Regions from separate parts of the Mus musculus genome. Here region 2 is linked to region 1. A link is a contact called in public promoter capture Hi-C data. All regions are on one chromosome and are shown on one strand. Each heading gives the region's core, a stretch centred on a gene start, on an enhancer-like site or on the middle of the called end of the contact. The rest is flanking DNA. Distances are from core to core; before and after follow the strand shown.

Region 1 (7,686 bases), core at 245-2,744:
GATTAGGCACAAACTGTCTTTCTTTTACCCAATTGTTCTTGGATTCAAACATGCATTTGCATATACACATATATTTCCAAATACAACCTGTAGAGGCCACATACTGTTTCTTGTATGCATGTTTTCAAGGGCTGACCATTTGGCATAGGCCAATTGGAAATACACTTCTTATTTCTGTTCTTTCCGGAAGCTATCCTTTCTTTTTAAATTCTTACTGGGTCTACCACTACCTAAACTGGACTTTATATAATAATGAAAACTTTCTGTAGGAGTGCCACATGTGGCACTCCTACAGAAAGTTAGGCTTGTGGCTAATTAGCAATGGGATTTAGGATTGAGAGGGCATTTACAGTGGTAAGGAAAATGGACTCAAGGTGATGTGTAACGAAGAGGCATAGATGAAAGTGAATTATAGCATTTCCATGGGATTTCATCCCATTTTCAGAGGATTGCCTTCCTTTTTAGATACAAGTGCTCGGTAATTATTGTCCAAACTGTAGTTATGTGCCCTATAACAATACTTTTGGTATAAAATTCCTAATATCTAGTGATGTTAGTTACCGAGACATTTTGTGTAGTGTTCGTGGTGATGCTGTCAGAAGCCCTCTGTTTCTAGCCCTCTTGTATATATTCAATGATATACAGTACATAATACTAGTTACTCAATAGTAAGTAACTGTTGTTAGTTTCTGCATAATCTATATCTTTCATGACTTAGGGGAGTATTCACTATTTTCATGCGGTTATTTTCATACTAGTGATCAACCAGCAGCTCCAATAGATCTGGCACTATTTCAAATCACCTGTTCACCTTCCTCTCTCCAATGCCTTTTCTTTCTATTCATGCAAACTATTCTTTAACAGCAATTATTGTTCTTTTCTGCTAGGAAACCGTGTTTTCTTTAGTTACTGGAGGATCAGAACTTTGGACCTCAGATGCTCCTGGAAAAGGAGCAGACTACGAAGACACTAATCATACCAGTGGCCTGTGTTAGTCACCAAGCATCATCTCATCCTGCTTGCTTGTTGCGTAGTAGGTCATCAGTATTTGTTTTATGAATAAAGTATGAATAAAGGGAAGTCGTCAGTGTGTAAAAACAAGAGGCCTTCCATTACTTGAGTGTGCAGTAGCACGTCTCAGTAATACTTCATGAACTAAACCCGTCATCTTGACTTCTTTGGACCAGAATGAAATTCTAAGCAAGCCTTCCCCAGTCAATTCCACTTAAAAGCTTCTTTTCCTTCCGTTCGACAACAATGATTGCCCCTGCAGATGAGGCACATGGCCACCCACTTCCCGCCTCTTCATCAGCCTCGGCTGCCCGTCGTCCCCGCGGGTTCCAGAGCCCCATCCCCGTCCGTCACAGAACCGCGCGTAAATCCGCCCTCTCCTTCGACCCCCGCCACCCGCTCCAGCTTCCGCCTAGCTCGCTTTTGGGACAAATGATGCAAAAGAAGCTCCGCTTCCGCGTCGGCGGGGGCTGTGACGTCACCGCGCCTTGACGTCAGGCCAACGTGCAGCGCGGTCGCCCGGGAGACCAGGGAAGCCGTTTTACACCCTGCGGAGTCCCGGGCTAGGTGAGGGTCATGGCCTTCCTCAGTCCTCAGAGGACCCGGTCGGCGGGGACACAGTTCCGGCGCAGAGACTGGCGGCGCGGGACTGCGGGGCGGCGGGGGTCGGGAGGAGGAAGGCGGGAAGGTGGGGCGGCCTCTCGGCGCCCCAGGCGAGGCCTGGGCCAGCGCAGTCCGGTCGGGCGGTTAGTTTCCTGCAGTGACCTCCTGCTCTCTTGCCCCCGACCTGCCCTTCGGTGAATCACGCCCCCGGAATGGTACTTGAGGAAGGGCCTGGAAGCAGAACCTGAGTTAATGACCGGGCGTGACACCGGTGTAAGAATCGGAAATGAACCACCAAGGGCATTTCTGCGTTTAAGAACACGCACGTCTATCTCGTGACCAGTGTCACAGAGAAGGTTCTCAAACGCACGTAGCAGCGGCCACGTACCTCTGTACTTTTGCCAAGGACAGTTTCCACATATATAATGGGAAAGACCAAAAGGAACTTGTTTGGTTAAAATACTGAATGGGTAACTTAAAAATCACGTTTTCTTCTGCTAAAGAGCAAACAGCCCTACACTTCTTGAAAAGCGGAATTATATGTGGATTCTACTATTCTTTTCACGAGTAGTCACATCTTTATAAAGACCCAATGGACTTTTCTAATCGGCTTACAAGCTGTTTCTTAAAATATAGGCAATAACAAAAATAAACGTTAAAGAAAGTAGTACCCTTCTAGTCACCTTGGGAATTTTAGGTGCCCACCTCTTAGTTGTAATCATCAGCATGCATTGCTTAGCAGAAAAGCACCTAGTTATTACAGTCTGCACTCACAGTTTACATGGGTTTACAATAAAGTGTCTTTATATGAGGACAAGTTACACATGTTCTTGGGACGAATCCAATGAATGTATCTTGCCTGTAATCTTGTTACTATGTCTTGTGCGATGTGCATTGACATCAGTTTCTCCTCCACTTCGTTTTAGAGGTCTTTCAAATTTACCAGGGTGCTATTTTTAAATTTTTCTTTCATAGCCAGAAGCCTGCCACTTCTGGTGACATAGTAATATGTTAAGAGTAGTCACAGCGAAGGCATTAAATAATAAACATCCCACTGGTACCTTGAATTTATACGTTATTTAGGTCCATGCTTGCTAATACTTTTGTGGATGGCACTTTAAGAGGAGATATAGTTGGCTGTATAAGGGAAAAATATTCCTGTGGAGCCCAAGATACTATCATTTCCATTCACCAATGATGGCTTAACTGAAGATAATGCCTTCTGGTTTCTTGCCATGTGACTATGACAGTATATGATTATGTACTTGGTCACTTGGACCCATGTCCACATAATTACCATTACTCCCGTGGTTGGCCTCAGTTAATATTACCAAGCACACACGTGGGAAGACAGCTCACTAGTTTTGTTTGTTTTAAATAGTAGCTTATTGAAATGAGGGATATTTTGGGCTAACACAGGGTTGAGGAATCTCTCCTCCACTGATGGTTGCATAGTTTACAAAAATAACACCAGCATTATTTTTTCCTTCACTCTCTTGCCCCTAATTTAACTCAATCTTAGGAAGCCTTTGCTGATTTCCCATCCCCCACCCAAAAGATAGGTCATTATCCTCTCTTGACTCTCACATTGCCTGTGTTCTGCAGACACGGGCCTTAGACCATCTTTTCTGCTGTGGAATCTGTGTTTCTTTCACTTGAATCTGTTCCACTCAACCATTCTGGCCTTGACATCTTCTACCTCTCTCTCTCTCTCTCTCTGACATTTGGTTAGTACAAATCCATGTGTGTATTCATGTTCATAGGCACACCTGTGTATGCATGTTTTTGTATGTGTGGAGGCTGGAGTTTGATGCCCAGTGTCTTCATCACTCTCTACCTTACAGGACCTCTCACCTGAGTTCTGAACTGGTCAGCCAGCTCAGTGAGCCCAGTCGCCCAGCTTGCTTCTAGGATCCCTGTCTCTGCCCGCCAAAGCTGCTATTTCTACATTTATGGGTACTGGCATTACAGTGCGTGGGCTTTAATCAGTAAGCCGTTCTTAGTTCCCTTTACTCTTTCCGTGGACAGAGAGGCAGACTCTTCATCAAGAGTGGATTGGGTATTCTTTGTCCAATTTGGAAAAACTCTGAAGAAAGAAAATAATGTCTCTGTTGTCTGTGGTTTCATGAAAGTAATAAAAAAAAGTTTTATATTGAATTGTTGGTATTAGCAAATGAAAATCTGTTAAAAGTAAAATCTAGATAAATTTATGTGGATCTCCATCTCTGTTACAGTTGCTATGTTGTCTCTGATGCTTTGGTGGCTCTTCGGCTCAGCGCCTGGATTTCATAACTTAGTAACTCTATTTTTTGTACTCTATAATTTAAGCAAGCCTCGATGGCACAAGCATTTTTTTTTTCTTATCCTGCTGAGCTATAATACGATATTATTTGGTCTTGATATCTATAATTTTTCAGAACAACACTGAAATAAGTCTACTTAAAATCCTACAGTTACTCTGCTGCAAAACAAATAATTAGTAAAGCACTGTTATTATTTTACTATTAGTTTATACACTTCTGAAAGAAAAGGTATATAAGTCAATAATTGAAATATCTTTCTGTGTGAGTGGCTTAAAAACTAGCTGAGGAAACTTAAATTGTAGCTTCTACTGTGGAGTTGGAGAAACAAGCACCTTTGAAGTGTTTCTTGCCAGTTCGTCCTCAGATACTAAGAAAGTTTAAGTCATTTGAATTTCCTTGTCATTAAATGAATTCTGACTATGGCCATCAATGTTTTCAGGCTGTTTTTCTGCAGTGCTCTCTCAGTACGTTTGGGGAACTATGGATCGTCACATTCCCATGCATGCCTTACCTGAAGAAATCCAAAAGGTATGATGTGGCATTATAAGAGCGTAACATTAGGAGAGTCTCAGCGGTTAGATCATTGTAAAATACTGGAGAGTGAACTTAGAGAACTACAGCAGAACCAGGGATGAGTCTGCGGTGGGAGGAGTAGCCACGCTGGAACGTTGACTGCACAGAACGTGTAACAAGACAGATGCAGAATCTCACTTCTGGCTTTAGAGTCCCAGTGGAAGCAGATTCTAGACTTGTTTATAGCCTTTTGTGATTTCTTTTCATGATGCATTTTCACGTACATTAATTCTCATCAACCACTGTGTGCCAGGTGCTGCTTAATTGTGTTTTGTTTTAGATAGGATCTAATTGTATAGCATTGGCTGGCTTAGAACTCATGCATAGACCTGCAGGCCTGGAATTCACAGAGATCTGCCTCCCTTTGCCTCCTGAGAGCTGGGATTAGAGGTGAGCACCACCATACCTGGTTTAGATACGATTGTAATCAGTTACCAATCCGTGTTGTCCTTTGTTCTATCCAGATGGAGATTGTGGCTGGGCAAGGAGATACTTTTCCAGGATTCCTTAGTATTTTGAGTGTTGGCAGCAGGCAGGTGGGAACAAAAGCAGGTAGCACTCTGCAATATTCAGCTCTCAGGAAGGCCTCAAGTAGCAGGAGCCTTAGCTTTAGAAGTGTTTGAACTCCTGTACAGGCTTAGAGGTCCAAGACCCTTAGCTTTACAAGTATTTCAGCTCTTGTGTGGACCTAGGGAGTTAGGATTCCTAAGCCCTTGGTGGTAACCAGTTTTAAAACCCCTAGACCTGGGGACTGTTTTGAGGACCCCTGGCTCTAAAGACACTCTACTTTCTGAAACTCTTTGTGACCAAGGCCTGCAGTTCCTCTTGCTGGTCCCTCACAAGCTCCAGTTCTTCAGCTTCCTGCCTTTTCTGTGTTTCCACGGTTCCTCTCATTTTCACCTTGACCACCTTCTTGGATTATCCAGTTGCTCTTGTTGCTGTGGCCTCTGGTTGAGTTACCGCTGCCATTTGGCAGGCCGTATGACCAGACTTTTGCTGCTGCCCTGGGCACATGCACAGTTCAGTGGCTGCACATCTTTGACAGCTGCCACTCTGCAGCTCTGCAGCTTGGCCTGTTGGCTGCCCGGCTCTCTGCAGCTTGGCCTGTTGGCTGCCCGGCTCTCTGCAGCTTGGCCTGCTGGCTGCCCGGCTCTGCTCTTGCCGCAGTTGTCAGCTGGCTGGCTGCTCTACTACTTCTGTGGCTCAGTGTGCTCACCTCCCAGCCATGTCTGTGGCTCACTGTGCTGGCTGCTCAGCCGTGACTGCTGCAGCCGGTGAGCCACCATCTCCACTGTGGTTACCAGCTTAGCCTGTGTTATCAAATGTGGGCAAGAAGTCACACAGGGAAGAAACCTTCTCCTGAGCACAGTGTTACAAAATGAGGGAGGAAACACAGGAGGGTGTTTCCTATCCAGCTCTCCTAGTGAGCACACAGCCAGTTATGTATCCAGAGAAAAGGTGTTTACAGGAACCACAGCCAGCCTCGCATGCATCAAAAAGACAATGCCTGCTTTGTGCCTGTCCTTAACAGTCACATTACTAGCTAGGACACCATGGAAAATGCTCCCCTACTCTGGTCTAGGTAGAAATAGTTGCAGGGTCATCTGGAGTTTGCGTAGGCCCATAATAGTAGAAACTTTGATACAAATGGTTTCAAACAGTGCTGGCTGTGGCTGCATATTCAGGGGCCAGAGCAGGCAGTGTGATGACTGTGTCATTTGTTCAGGGCCTGTCAGAAGTGTTCAGCATGGCACAGGCTGGCCTAGCTGGCTATCTGACCAAAAGCTTCTTTGTGATAACTCCAGCCTGTGTCAAGTTGACATACAAAACCAGCCAGTACAGTGTGTGTGTGTGTGTGCGTGCGTGCGTGCGTGCGTGCGTGCGTGCGTGCGAGGGTTTGGACCACAGCATTTGAGGGACTGGTGGGAGTTGGTTCTCTTCTTCTACCATGTGGGTCCTAGAGCTCAAACTTAGGTTGTCAGGCTTGGCAATGAGTATCTCTATTTGCTGAATTATCGTACCAGCTTTGATTTTTTTATTTATAATTTGTTTACTCTAGTTAACAAGCACTTTATAGCTTTTATACTACCCTCCACTGTATTAGTTTACATCTGTTTTCAGGTAAAGGCATTTCTTCTATATTTAGTTTTTCCAATCCATACATTATAAATACAATAACTTTAACCTCTTAAAAATTGACATAAATTGTGTTACAACTGTATGCGCTTGCTGTCCCTGTTGACATAGCTTCTGTAGCATCATCAACTCCTTCACCCTTTATCCTGCTAAGAAATGAATGTAGGACCTCAATGTGTCTGTAATTTAGCAGTATCCCCAGCCTTACAGTCAGTTCTTCATTAATAATAATTCATTACTCATCACTGGAAGCCATGGTCAGTTCTCAGCGGTGCTTTGGCCTGTGTGTGCTGCAGTGGGTGGCCTGTTAGCATTAGTCATGGCGTTAACTTGACGTGGTGCTGTTCTTGCTGCCCACCTTCCAGATTTATGGAAACTTTAAAGGGAGTGTGGTTACCAGAAGAGATCCTTTAAATCACCCCATGTCATTCTCTTTACCTCTGAAGTTCACTGTAAAGTGCTAAGCAGATAGGAAGCTCAGCTGTGCTGCTGCTTCAGATATGGTACTTCCATGGGTTTCAAAAAATTCAGCGTCACCTCACCTGAACTGTGTTCCTTTCATGAAATAGCTTGGCTATAATAGAGGTTAAAAGAAACGGTAAAACAAAAGGAAATACTAAAAACAAAAAGCCCATATTTCATATCCTAATCACTTGTCAGGAAAAAAATTAAGTAACATTAAAAGTCTTTAAGACAGTGTTACGATTTAAGTTCCATAAGGCAGTGTCCAGGAGGCCAAAGAAGTTGTTCAGCTGGTACAGGCATCAGCTGCCAAGCCTGGTGCTTTCAGTTGGATCCCTGGGACCCGTGATAGGGAGAACTGGTTCCTGCAGGCTGTGCTTCTGAGAAGGAATCCCTGGATACTGGGGATCATCATAGGTGGAGTTTTGTATAGAAGGCATGACTCTAGAGGTGGCTCCTGAAGCCGAGTATTTCAATAGACTCAGGGTTGCAGAGTGCTGCTGTCATGGAGGGAGTCAGGAGTAAGGATGGCAGGTACTGTCTTGTCACTGCAGAAAAGGGGACAGTAGGAGAGGGTCAATGTCTAAACCCAGGGACG
Region 2 (7,811 bases), core at 1,497-3,996, 3.3 Mb after region 1:
TCTGAGCTATAATGAGACCCTGTTTCAAGGAAGAGAGGGAAGGAGAGAGGGAGGGAGATGTTTGTTCTGACAGGGCATGGTTAAGTTCATTTAAATTTGAGGCTGTCGTTAAGTGATTTACTGAAGACCACTCCTTTCCACGTTAGTTAAGACTTTCCATACTGATACCAGCATCCGACTCAGTGGCCAGCACTACTGCTTGTTTTACCTGTTGCCTTTTCACTAACTCAGAGATCCATAAAGAACGGCACTTGACTGTCTTTAAGGGTTTATACTCTTAACCACCAAAACCTGTAACAGCAGTAGTCTGTCCAAAAGAACCGTGAATCTTTCCTTTCTCTTGCCTAGGCACTCTTCCCTACTCAGGAAAGAGTGTTTAATATCGATCTATCTAAACCTATGACTGATTTCTTTTCCCTGTAACAACATAACCCATTTCAGTTGTTAAGAAGTCTTCCTTTTTTTTTTTTTAAAAAACACTCTCACTCTATAGCACTGGCTCCAACTCAACACATAGCCCAGGTATTCTAAATGCATGGCAAACTTCCTGCCTCATCTCCCAAGCTACACCCAGCCTGTAGCTATATTCTTAATTTGCCTTTCAAGATCCTTCCTAAATTACTCTTCCTCAAATGCCATCACATAGTAATATCAAATACTTATGTATACTAGATGAACAAACACTGCTCTGAGATAGACATTATCTGTTGATTTTTAACATTCCCAGAGACACTTGATGAGTAAACTGCCCAATTCTACATCCAAAGAAATAATAGGATTTAGGGTTGTTTTCTAACTTTTAATGTGTATACTGCATGCACGTATGTGTGTGCCGAGCACCACCATTGTGCAGAAAAGGGCGTCAGGTCCCCTGGACTGGAGTTACAGGCAGGTATAAACTCTCAGTATAGGTGCTGGGGACCAAATCCAGGTCTGCGAGAGCAGCAGTGGTCCTCACTGCTGAGCCGTCTCTCCAGCCTTCCTGCTTCCTACTTATAGCTTTCTAGTAAGTTCTGCTCTGACTAGCATATACACCTTCCCATATGGTCTATTCTACCTTTTTCTTACATTTACTTTACATGTATGAGTGTCTTCTCTGCATGATGTGGTTCACATGCATGTCTCTCTCCAGGCCAGAAGAGGGCACCGAATCCCTGGAACTGGAGTTACAGACGGTTCTGAGAGCCATGTTGGTGCTAGGAACAGAACCTGGGTCCTCTGCAAGAGCAGTAAGTGCTTCTAACACCACACATCTCCCCTGGCCCAGTCTACTTCTTTCATAGCAGGTATCTCTTCCGCTCAGCTTTGTTGTATTTTAGAACCTCTGAAAATACAAAATACTCCAGAAGCCCCTAAAAAGAATCCCTTTATCCTCTTGGTACTCCTACTAGTCCTCCATACCCCCCCCAAAAAATATTCATTGAGCTTCATGGTGACATTTATTTTATGAAGACAATTTATTTTCAACTAGAAATATAAAGGTACATTATTATATTAGCAAACGTTTATTCAAACCACACCAATCTCCAAACTCCTCCAGACTCCCACACTTGTAGTCCTCTCCAGCACTTCCTGAGAATCACTGAATCTAAGTGTTAGGCATCTCAAAGCCATAATATATTTTAGAACAATGTAAATTCATTCATTAAAGGTTGGTGGGCTGGAGAGATGGCTCAGTAGTGGTTAAGAGCACTGACTGCTCTTCTCTGAAGGTCCTGAGTTCAAATCCCAGCAACCACATGGTAGCTCACAACCATCTGTAATGAGATCTGACACCCTTTTCTGGTGCACCTGAAGACAGCTATAGTATACTTAGATTATAATAATAAATAAATCTTTTTTTTTAAAAAAAAAAGGTTTATTGGTGCTCTAAAATGCCAAACCCTAAATAGGTTGAGGAAAAAAAAAGAGAAAGGCTAACAGCTCTCAATTTAAAAGTTGCTGTATAAATACTTACTGGGGGCAGCGAAATTAATCAGCGGTTCTTTAACATTGGGGAGGATGAGTGATACAGACCGTTTTTCAAAATTATAGGGTCACTAAACATTCAGGAAAACAATGCCAAAACACACAAAACTTGGTATACAATTTTCGGAGAGTCAGAAACTCTGTCCCAACCATCATTATCCTCAAACTCAGGTTAAAAGCCCATTAAGGAAACTAAACCGCTCGGGATTAGGAATTGCCGCATCCATTTAACAACCCTTGCTATTCCTTTCACTGTGTAACAAAGACAAATGCTACTTATGAACTAATTCCCCCATAACGGTAACTAGTTATCACCAGCGAATCCTTTCTCCCACTAGGAGCCCTGCTGGCCAAATGGTTATTTAAACTCAACACCTTTCAGTAGTGTCACTTACACAAAATAGTTCAAAAATCATTGTTATTCATAAATGGACTACAAGGTTAACTCAATAATCCCGGTTTCCTCGCTTTACCTGTAAACTCCACATCCCAAGATCAACACCCTGGTGGCTGGAAGAAGATGGAAAATAACTGATGCTCCCGCAAAGCTCATCCCATCTAACCAAGAGAAGCTAGGTCTTAATGACCGCTACCGCTTCCAAGCCCTTTCTTCAAAGGCTCTGGAGATGAAGAAATTTACCTCAAGTTCCAGGAAAGCGGTGGCGACTGCTCTCAGAGCTCGAACTAGTTACCAAATAGCCTCCCGACCTTTCCGTCACCATAGTGATTTCTAAGCGCTGCGAGCGTTTCCCCCTGCCATGTTCCCGCGATACTTGCTAGGTGCCAGTCACCCGAGCGGGCTCTTGACCCCGCCCCTAACCGAGCCCGCCCTCTCCCTGGAAGGTGTTATTGGGCAACTTGGACCCGCCTACAATTGTAGGCGGGACCCTGCTTGTTTTGTTTTGTTTTTTTTCCTTCTTTTTCAAATTCCTCCAGTTTTTCAAATGCTGTCGTTCTAGAAGTGCGAAACTCTCATTTCTGTTAAAGTCCACAGAAAGGACGTAGCCCTGCTTGCTCTCCCTTCCCAGTCGTAACTTGGCCCTCGGCGCCACGGTCCCTGGGGTAGAGCCCGCGCATGCGCCCGAACGGCCCGAAGATGGCGGTGGGACTCGCCGCACTTTTTTTCAAATTCGCGGGTCCCAGAAACCCTTGCGCGCGTTTGTAACGAATTTCCGTTCGAGTTTGGATTTTAGGCGCCATTTTCGAGTGAAGGACCCGGAGCCGAGACACCGGGAGGAGCGAGGCGGGGGGTCGGCCGTGCCACCATTTCAGCCCGGCTCGGAGTGGACCCGCCGACAGGTGAAGTCCTTCTCTTCTAGATCAGGTTGTCACACTTTCTCCTCCCTGCCCCGCGGGCGCCCGCAACCCCAAGGCCTGGAGCTGGAGCGGCGGAGGCGGCTCGGCGAGCTCCCGTGCCTGTCACCCCTCCCCCTCGGCGGCCGGGCGGCGGCTCCGGCGCCTCTTCCTGGGGGAGGCAGCGAGCCTGGCTCGGCCAGAGCGTCCCCTCCCCCAGGCCGATCCGTCCTGTCTCCTAAGGGGACTGCAGCCCCACTCAGAGCCTCTCCTGGGCACTTGGCATGGCTTACACTGTCGTCCATCGGGACTCCGCCCCGGACCCGGGAGGGTTAGACCCCCTACTATCCCGGAAAGTGACCCAACCCAAGCAGACGCTGCCAGAGTCCAGTTCAGCAGTGTGTGGCGGGTGACTCCGGCTTCGGCCATCCTCTCCGCTGGGGCGATGAGGAAAAGAGACCTGGACTTCTCCGAGGGCCGTCCGGGCGTCAGGACCTAAATGGCGGGGAGAAGGGAGGGGGTTGACAAGTCGCCCGGGCAGGCAGGCGCTGCTGCTCTGGAGAGTAGCCACGCAGCCCCGAAGCTGGACGAACTTGTCTCTCTCTCTCTCTCCCACTCTGTACCTCTCTCCCTCCCTCCCCGATTCCGAGCACATTCACTCCCCAGCCCCGACGGGAGGAGACTTGTCAGCAGACGTCCTTCTCTTATGAGATGGTTCCACAGGGGCGGGGGTGGCCTGAGCGAATTCCTCCGTCCTGGGCGCGATGGCAGGCGCGGCTATGTTTCCCCACGTAGCTGGGGCGTGGGAAAACCCGTCCCGCCCGGTTGCCACTGCTGGGTTCCTAGTAGCCACTTTCCTAGGGACCCGCTACTGGCTAGCGGCGTTGGGGAACGCGGTGGCGGGGTGGGTCCTGGGCGGAGCCCGTCCTGCTGCTGCGGGGCCTGAGCGGCGAGCTGCGGGCCGACCTGACTCGGGACTCTTCTGCCGCAGCCACCATGCGGCGTAAGGGCACCAAGCCCTCCACTGCCTGCCACCAGGAGGAAGGGCCGCCGCCCTCCCAGGACGGTGCCCACAGCGACGAAGAGATGGAGCAACCGGCCGGCGAAGCGGAGAGCGCTGCACCCGCAAGTGAGTGACAGGTCGGGATCCCCGTGCGTCGGAAGCCTGTGGAGACCCTCTGAGGGTGGCGGGGCGCAGGCGACGACAGGTTGATTTGGGAAGCTCCGGAAAGCCGTTCTTTGGTTTTCAGAGGAATTCCATGCAGTTTGCTCTAACGGTTCTGGAAGATATGAGAGTGAGCGGAAAACTTGCGTTGTGAGTTTCTGTGTTTTAGAGTAGTACTGACCTCTTTCTCATATTTCCGCTGAAAGCGGCATGGGTGCTGAGCGCCTCTGCGCCCTTAGACTGGAGTGAATGTGATGTGGAGTTGCGTGACTCGCCCTTTACTGTTGGATTGTCTTTTGGGGCGCAATACTAATTTTTACTTTATAAAGTGTGTCAGTGTTGGGTGACGCGGGCATATGTACATGAGTGCAGGTGCCCCTGGAGGGCATGAACCTCGAGCATCCCATTGTGGGTGCTGAAAACCAAACTTGGGTTCTACACAAGAAAAAAATTGCTGGGCCCCCTAGATTGCCTTTAAAGAGAAGGTATAATTGAGAGCGTAGAGCAGGCGGAGGGTAGAAATTAAGAGCTACTGTGAAATTCCTGTCACCATGTTACTGAAGTTTGTGAGTTTCTTAAGCTGAGCCATGTGGAGAGTTGGATTTTCGATTGTTAGGGTTGCATCTCCTGCATCAGGGAATCCGTTTGTTGCAAGGTTTTCTTTATGGTATATTGAGTATTTTGACTCCTCTAAGTACAATGTGTATACCACACATTTTGTGACTGGTCTGATTGCTTTCACGAATTTTATTTTACATAAAACTAATCTGAAGGATTATCCATCCCCATGAGTTTAGGATATGTTTGTATGGAAGATAAATTCCTAGGTTTCTTTAAGTAACATCCCTCCATTGTGTTCTTTAAATACTAGCAGATGATAGACGTTCAACTAATTACACTAATGTAGGCTTTCCCCTCTTTGCCTCTCCCTTAACCTAGAGCCTCCAGGTGAGGAGCTGGATAACAGAAGTTTAGAGGAGATTTTGAATAGTATCCCTCCACCCCCACCTCCAGCCATGGCCAGTGAAGCTGGAGCTCCTCGTCTCATGATAACTCATATTGTAAACCAAAACTTCAAGTCCTATGCTGGAGAGAAAGTTCTGGGACCTTTCCATAAGGTACTGCCTGCTCAGATAACGTGGAATACATCTTTAATTACAAGATATTTCAGTGTTCTAACGGTCCTGACTCTTTACACACATATGCTCATAGACGCACAGACAGTATGTTGCCTGTGACTTCAACAACAGGAATGAGTTTTTCTTTATCTGATGTCTTTGGTATATCTTTAGCAATATTTGCATATTGAATGGAATCTGTTTTTGTTAGAAGGGAATGTTTTCCCCGTTGACTGTGCTAATGAGTTTTGTAAAATGTCGGGATTAGAATTTGAAGGTGGTTTTTATTTAAATGGTGAAGCTTGTGCTATTGAAGAACATGATGTAAGAAAACTCAGATTGTGTTTTCCTTCAGTTCCCTGGCCCACTCCATTCCTAGGGTGCTTTCCTTTTCTTAATAAACTGCTTTTATTTCTAAAGAGAAAGAAAGAAAAAGTGTTTATCTTCTAATGAAAACTTTTAATGATACCTTTGATTTTTATTACAAATTAAATTATGGAGTAGTTTAAAATTAGTATTAAGTGTGACTATTTAAATTTTTAAAAATTTACTTTTATGCAGCGCTTTTCCTGTATTATTGGACCAAATGGCAGTGGAAAATCCAATGTTATTGATTCCATGCTTTTTGTGTTTGGCTATCGAGCACAAAAAATAAGGTCTAAAAAGCTATCGGTACTGATACATAATTCTGATGAACACAAGGATATTCAGAGTTGTACTGTAGAAGTTCATTTTCAAAAGATAATTGATAAGGTAAGATTTTCTACTTGCACCTTCAAGCAAGAAAAGGAAACATGCCACATTTTGTTATTGTAGATCTGAATTGTTCTTTATTTTACTTTGTGTATAATTAGAGCAATAAGAAATGGATTTTGCTTCTGTGAACATATTTACTTCAGCTTTTTGGAAGAATACAGTGATGTAGGGGCCCTAAGTGCTAATTCAGCATTCACTCACTATAAATATGGGCTTCATTTGAAAAGTTGTACATTTTTTTGCTTTAGGATAAACATTTTAATTTTTAAAATGCAATAATTGACTCTAAAATGTAATAATTAGTAGCTATGTGAGAGAGAGAGAGAGAGAGATGAAATTTTCTAAGGTTTGAACTACCGTGATGAAGTATGTTTTGAAATGGTAGGGGACAGGCATCTGTTTAATAGCTTAGAAAAATTCATGGTTCAAAAAGCAACGGAAAAGAACCTTAAAAAATAAGTGCCCATAGTAAAGTAACAGATAATTGGATGCTGGTGGGGATGTTTTACATATAAAGAAATTTAACTACACAGAAGCATCTATCAGAATTTTGCTTCTGAATTCATTCTGTTGCACATTTGAGTTAGAGAATTAGATTGCCAATAAGTCATGATAGTCTAGTACCTGTTGTTTAATTAATCCAAAATTAAATATGACACGGAGCCTTTTAAGAATAAATGAACTTTAATGCTAAGATGGACTTATAACTTGATTTCCTTTATTATGTATATGATTGCAAATTTTTATGATGGTTTACTTCTAATTAATGATAGGAAATGCTGTTTAGGAAAGGGAATCCTGTCTCCCTACACACACAAACACACACACACACACACACAATCATACACAATCTTTACTCGCAGACCCTACCACTACCAGAAAAGTATTTCCCCTAAATATTTTCCTTAAATTGTTTCTTCTTGAAGCTTTTTAACAGTCACCAAGGTTATCTGAGTGGAGTGGGTTGTTGTAGATATGCTGAGGTCTTGTTCGCCTTCCTTGGCTCTCATTCAGATATATTTTGAATAGGCTGAAATTTGTGTTTGCTTGGTTTAAACTTTTAGAGATTTTTGAGAAATAAACCAAACAACTTGGAGAAGTATCTAGTCCTTTGTAAAGCAATTTATTTTTTATCTCACTTTAAAATGGTTGTCAGCCTATGGCCATACATAATTCAGGGGAAATAAAACAAGCAATAGGTGAAAAGGATTAAAATTCGTTATATACATCTGAATCTGTTAAAGAATACAAGAAAAATATTTAATCTGTTGAATTAGTATCAGTATAAAGTAAATGAAATCTGGATTAAACCTGTGATTTAATACCAACAGTTTTCGGGTTCTGTTTTTCCTAAAAACAGGAAGGAGATGATTACGAAGTCCTTCCTAACAGCAACTTCTATGTATCCAGAACCGCCTACAGAGATAGCACTTCTGTCTACCACATAAGTGGGAAGAAGAAGACGTTTAAAGATGTTGGAAATCTCCTTAGAAGCCATGGCATTGACTTAG

What was found. Promoter capture Hi-C pulls out the DNA fragments that hold promoters and counts their contacts.
Region 2: a contact with region 1 is called in a promoter capture Hi-C map of pre-B cells. The contact joins the promoter of Ift80 here to the promoter of Lekr1 in region 1.

The regions. Positions count from the first base shown.
Region 1 is chr3:65,664,734-65,672,419 of GRCm38.p6, forward strand. It overlaps Lekr1 (leucine, glutamate and lysine rich 1), which reads left to right and starts at 1,495. Exons shown (of 13, transcript NM_001166659.1): 1 at 1,495-1,578; 2 at 4,357-4,445. The coding sequence starts at 4,398.
Region 2 is chr3:69,001,824-69,009,634 of GRCm38.p6, forward strand. It overlaps Ift80 (intraflagellar transport 80), which reads right to left and starts at 2,747. Exons shown (of 20, transcript NM_026641.2): 1 at 2,609-2,747. It overlaps Smc4 (structural maintenance of chromosomes 4), which reads left to right and starts at 2,915. Exons shown (of 24, transcript NM_133786.4): 1 at 2,915-3,267; 2 at 4,253-4,390; 3 at 5,366-5,544; 4 at 6,106-6,297; 5 at 7,661-7,811. The coding sequence starts at 4,258.